2 separate regions of the Arachis hypogaea genome follow, and region 1 is linked to region 2. Evidence: chromatin contacts called from public Hi-C data. All regions are on one chromosome and are shown on one strand. The core of a region is the stretch at or near the end of the contact, and the rest is flanking DNA. Distances in the headings are between cores, read along the strand shown.

Region 1 (2,851 bases), core at 103-2,602, 160 kb after region 2:
GGGTCACTGATTTACCCGGTTGACCCGGTTATAATTAAAAAATATATAAAATTATATAAATAAAATTAAAAACATGTGTTAAAACCTAAAATGCAAGTCTTTACAAAAATAATAATCAAATATCAATTCTTAGACATAACTAATGATGCAAAAAGAGATAATAATCTAGTCTCTAGAACAAAATACTTTCTCAATTTAAATGAACAAGAATGGGCAAAAATATAACACAATCGGTAAATCAAGTCCAATCGGTAAATCAAGTCCAATCGGTGATTTCAAAGTCAGCATTTATATCTTTATAGGACAAATTTGGAATTTGACCAACATTTCCCTCATTTTGATTTACATCTATATCTTTCATAGCATTGTTACTCAACTCAGCAACAAAAAAAAAAACAAAAGATTTACGGCAACAAAATATTTAGCTAATTGATTTTTTAAGCAACATAATAAATTCAAGGTTCAATGATAATAATCAGCAACAAATTCAACTCAACTCAACTCAGTGATGTTATCCGGCAACAAAATTCAACTCAATGATGTTATCCAGCAACAAAAAACTTTGCCCAGTGATATGCTCAGCAACAATTGAACCGAAGACAACAAATTCAGCTCAACTCAGCAATGTTATCCAACAACAAAATTCAACTCAATAATGTTATCCAGCAAAAAAAAACTTTGCGCAATGATATGTTCAGCAACAATTGAACTTACGACAGAAAATTCAGCTCAACTCAGCGATATTATCCAGCAACAAAATTCAACTCAATAATGTTATCCAGCAACAAAAAGCTTTGCTCAGTGATATGTTCAGCAACATTTCAACATACGACAATAAATTCATCTCATTCATAATTTGCAACATCAAATTCAACTATGATAATTTTCAAATCCCTAGTATTCACAAAACAAAATTAGCTAAATCATATTTCAGCAATAAACTCAACTTTCAACAACAAATTCAAGATGTACTAATGATTTACAGCAATGAAATTGAAAGAGAAATAACAGGGCCGAAGCTGAAAATCACCTGCCAAGAAACCAACTCACGGCGAAGGAAGCGTTGATGGCAGAAGCAGGAAGACGATCTTACGATGGTGACAGAGCGCGACAGAGCTTGCGACGGTGATAGAGCGCGACATGCTTACGACGCTGACAGAGCGCGACGAGCTTGAGTCCGAAACGGCCGCGAGAGAAGCGAGATACCGGAGAGAGAGATGTCGACGACGACACCAGCCGTGAGAGAGAGGTGAGACTCAGTGAGCTTGAGACTCAGTCAGAGAGAAGAGAGAGGTTTGAGAGGTGGGTGATCATCCATTTGGGGTTAGGGCACCGCGGAGGGAGGGGGTTGATAGTGAACGACGCCGTTTTCCGATGTTTTTTAAAAAAAATGACCCGATCTGGGTTACATGAACCGGCCGGGTCACTGATTTTTACAAGTTCTGTCCGGGTCGAACCGGTTTTCACTGGATTCAAAGCTTAAGCGGTTTGACGAGTGGTTCAGCCCGACTGAATCGAGTCGAGTTTGATAATTACACAGATTAATAATATAATAAATATAAACGAACTAATTAATTATTAAAATAAAAAATAATTATTTTAATATAAAAATAAAAATAAAAATAAAAATGTTTATTTTAAAAAATACTAAAATTTTATATATTTATTTAATAATAATTAGATTATAATTTGTTAATTATAATTTGTTAAATTTTAATTATTTTTAGAATATTAATAAAAAACATATTTTAAATTTTTTATTATTTTATATTTTTTATTTATACAAAATTAAAACTGCGGATTCAAGTCATTCAACTAATAACTCATCTCATCAATTGAACTAATAAACCAACTTGTTCTATCACCAATTCTGTTATGACTAATCTGGCCTTTTTTTTTTGCACTCCTACTCTAACTAAAAATACCTGTCAATATAAATTAAAATTGGTATCTGGTAGCTTTTCAGATTCCAAAAAAGTACATGTCACACAAGAAAGGCAGAAACTCTTCCTATAGGGGTATAGCCCGATAGCCCGCAACCTCCCCACTTTCACTCTCTCTCTCCCGCAATGGCCAACGTCTCAGTGGCCGCGGAGTGGCAGCTCCTCTACAACCGCTACTACCGCAAGCCAGAGCTCTACCCAATGAGGTGGAAACACGTGGACCTCGCCCGCCACAAGGTCGCTGGCGCCCCATTCGGCGGTCCCGTCGCCGTCATCCGTGACGACTCCAAGATCGTCCAGCTACACGCTGAGTCCGCCCTCCGCAAGCTCCGCCTCTTCAACTCCGCTGGTCATCCCCTCGCCGACGCCGTCTGGCGCCACCCGGGCGGCCGCCTCATCGGAATGTCTTGGAACGATGATCTCACCCTCGTCTGCGTCGTTCAAGACGGTACCATCTACCGTTACGACCTCCACGCCCAACTCGTCGAACCTAACATCTCCATGGGCAAGGAATGCTTCGAGCAGAACGTTGCCGATTGCGCTTTCTGGGGAAACGGCGTTGTCTGCATCACTGAGCAGAATCAGCTCTTTTGTATTCCCGATTTTCGGAACCCTAAGCCCGTCCCCCTCGCCGATCCGATGATTGACGAGCCGCCGCGGTGCATCGCCGTGATCGAACCACAGTACACCATGTCTGGAAACGTCGAGGTGCTTCTCGGAGTTGCTGACGATCCTGTGGTGCTCGTTGTGGAGGAGGACGGCGTGCAGCGGCTCGGGGAGGGTTTGCTCCGGGGGCCGCTGCAGAAGATGGTTGTGTCCCGTGACGGCAAGTGGCTTGCTTCGTTCACGCACGATGGGAGGCTCTTGGTTACTACCTCGGACTTGACCGGCATCATCATCGAAAGGGA
Region 2 (2,785 bases), core at 180-2,679:
ACCCTTACAAATTGAGACTTAGAATTTTAATTTTGTAACTAAGAAGCGACAAAAATTTTGAGTGTTGAAAAAAAAAAATGTTATTATGTGAGTAACTTGAACGTAACTTCGGCTATGGGAGTCGATGCCGAGCTGTTGCCTTTAACACCGAGCTTTATGCTAGGAAGATCTGAACTCTTCGTCCAGGGAGATGTCACGTTGTGGAGAGTGCGAAAAAAAAGGGGGAGTGTACCTGCAAAGGCACTCTGATATTTAAGTTAGTATTGTGAATTCAGTATATTCGTTAGGGATAAGAGACCATACCTTTATAAGTGGAGTATAATAGGTCGGTTATATTTCTGTTTGTTTATCTGAATTGAAGATCAGTTATTAGTTTGTTTCTGTCTGGTCAGACGTTTTTATTGCAGGATGCAATCCATTGAGTCTGATTGTAACGTATAACGCCGAGTTATAACGTAAAGTGCCGAGTTATGGTACATAATGCCGAGTTATGAGATCGAATTTGTAACAACCATATCAAAAAGAATTTAAATCTTTAGATTGACATTACTAACACCAATAACCACATAGAATTGAAGGTTAACGATAGGGGTGTTCAAAATCGATCAAAACCGAATAAAACTGACTAACCGAACCGAAAAAATCGATAACTGAACAAATTGAAAACTGAAAAAACGATGTTTTGCAGTTATTTTTGCGGCTCGTTTCGGTTTTTGATTTTGCTATTGAAAATTCTTACCAAACTGAATCGAACCGATTTTCTTAAAAAAACCTATATAAAAGTCCCCCTTCCAAATGACCGAACCGGCTAACCCTTTCACAGCCACCAGTAACCCTAACTCCGTTTAGCCTCTCTCCAGTCTCCAATCCTCTGAGCTCTCACCACCTCTCAACGCCGAAAACTCTTTCCCCTTCCCCGCTATCAATGCCGTTGGACAGCACCATCGCGGCGGTGCGGCTCTTTTCTCTCCCTCTCCCATCGTCGTAGAGGTTCTCTTCCTGTCGTCCTCCACACACCACCTCTTCCAGCAGCACGCCGTCTACTCCATGCACCAGCAGCATGCACCAGAGCCGTCGGTTGTCGTCCTTCGCAAGTTCGTAGTCATTGTCGTCCTCGCGTTGTAGTCATCGCAGTAGCCATTCCTCTACATCTAGAATGGTGATGCCTCTTAGCTTTCAGGTAAATTATTTGTTCTAATTTTTTTGGATCTAATTAGTTGTTCTTAGTTCTGTTTTAATCAATGTTCTAAAAATCGGACCGGACTGATCGGTCAGATCGATTTAACCACAAACCGACAACATTAACGGTCCGATCAGACATGTAAAATCGCCATTTAAAAAACTGATAAAAAACCACTGAACCGGCCGATTGGACCGAACCGAAACCCGCCCGGTTTACACAAAAACAGAAGCTCCTTCGTTTCTTTCTCCCTTTCCCCCTTTCTGTCTTTCATTCAGAAAGAAATCAAATCACAACCCCAGCCAAAAAACCCTAGCACTTTAAGCCTACACCACCGCCGCAAGGAGTGGCATACTGCCGCGTCCGTCGTACTCAAAGTTCGCCATCCGTCCGTCTATCTAGCTTCCCTCGTGATCCAAGTCTTCAACCCCTGTTCGCTGTCACCGATCGCGGCTGCTTCCTCGAGCTCGGCGTCCGTCGTCTTTGTCTGCTTAGCCGCGCTTCCATCGCCGTTTGTTTGCCGTTCACGTTCACGTCTTCGTTCGCGTTCTTCGCCGTTCACGTTCGCTCGGCGTTCACTGTTCGCTGTTCGCGTTCAATCGCCGTTCACCGTTCGAGTTCGCATTCGTGTTCGTCTGGAAACCACGTTTCTCTGCTTCAAACACCGCGACCAACCCGCGCGCCCACCTAGCTGTCGAACTGCTCTCTTTTGTCGCCGCCGTGAGTTCCCTAAACCTGCCACCAGACAATACCCTCACACAACACCAATACTCTGCTTCAAACTCTGCAACTTCTGATTTCTATTACAACAAGTAACTATTTGATTTGGCAGTGGTTTGGATTATTTCATAGACTGAATTAAAGTTACAATAGTTATGTTCTCTTCTCTATCACATTGATATTAAGCTTTGAATTCTCTTATTTTGTTTTAATTTTACGGCACTAAACATGTTTGATGAAATGCTTTAACTATATTTCTGGTTGGTTTTATAATTTCTAGCTTTTAGAAACTTAGTAAGTTGATTGCATGTGAAATTAGAATAATTGGATCTTAGTAATTAGGAAATTTTAGCTGCACAAATAGCATCTTTGCAGAAAACATATTAGCATGATGATTCCACTTGCACTAGTGTGTTCTTCTGGTAAATTTTAACTGTTATTGTGAATTTGTTAATTTGCTAATTGATCTTGTGTTGTTGTTCTGTTGTTCTTCTGTTACTTTTAATTTTTTTTGTTTTTGTTGTGATTTTCTGTTCTTGATTTAAGCTGTGATTGAAGGTTCTTTGGTTTTGGTATTCTTCACTTTCCTGTAAGCTTAGCTTTTAATTCTTTGAGCATACACGGATCAAATTGTTGTTTTCAGCAATGGTGATTTTTAGATTTTTTTTTGGGTTGCTTTGTTTAAATGTTCTTATTGTTGTTGTGTTTTTGCTGTGATTTAAATGTTATTTTGATTCTTTTTTTTTTTCCAAATGCCCAGTTAGTACTTGGTTGATTGGTTTTGCTCACTGAATGTATTTGATGATAAATTTTAAATTGATAACTCTATTACTGCTTTACTATCTGTTTCTGTAGTTAAATTTTATTAAAGTTTCTTGAATTTGC

What was found. Hi-C and Micro-C count contacts between places; a contact is called where the count stands out from the background.
Region 1: a Hi-C map of leaf shows a contact between it and region 2, with 4 times the contacts expected there. The contact joins the promoter of LOC112714981 here to the promoter of LOC112714977 in region 2. A contact is called at or near these places in 3 of 8 Hi-C or Micro-C datasets (leaf and an unstated tissue).

What each region holds. Positions count from the first base shown.
Region 1 is chr10:6,672,868-6,675,718 of arahy.Tifrunner.gnm2.J5K5, forward strand. LOC112714981 (deoxyuridine 5'-triphosphate nucleotidohydrolase) reads right to left here and starts at 1,353. Exons shown (of 5, transcript XM_072204527.1): 1 at 1,031-1,353. It overlaps LOC112714983 (protein VACUOLELESS1), which reads left to right and starts at 1,843. Exons shown (of 16, transcript XM_025766698.3): 1 at 1,843-2,851. The coding sequence starts at 2,070.
Region 2 is chr10:6,516,362-6,519,146 of arahy.Tifrunner.gnm2.J5K5, forward strand. LOC112714977 reads left to right here and starts at 1,430. Exons shown (of 14, transcript XM_072204523.1): 1 at 1,430-1,900.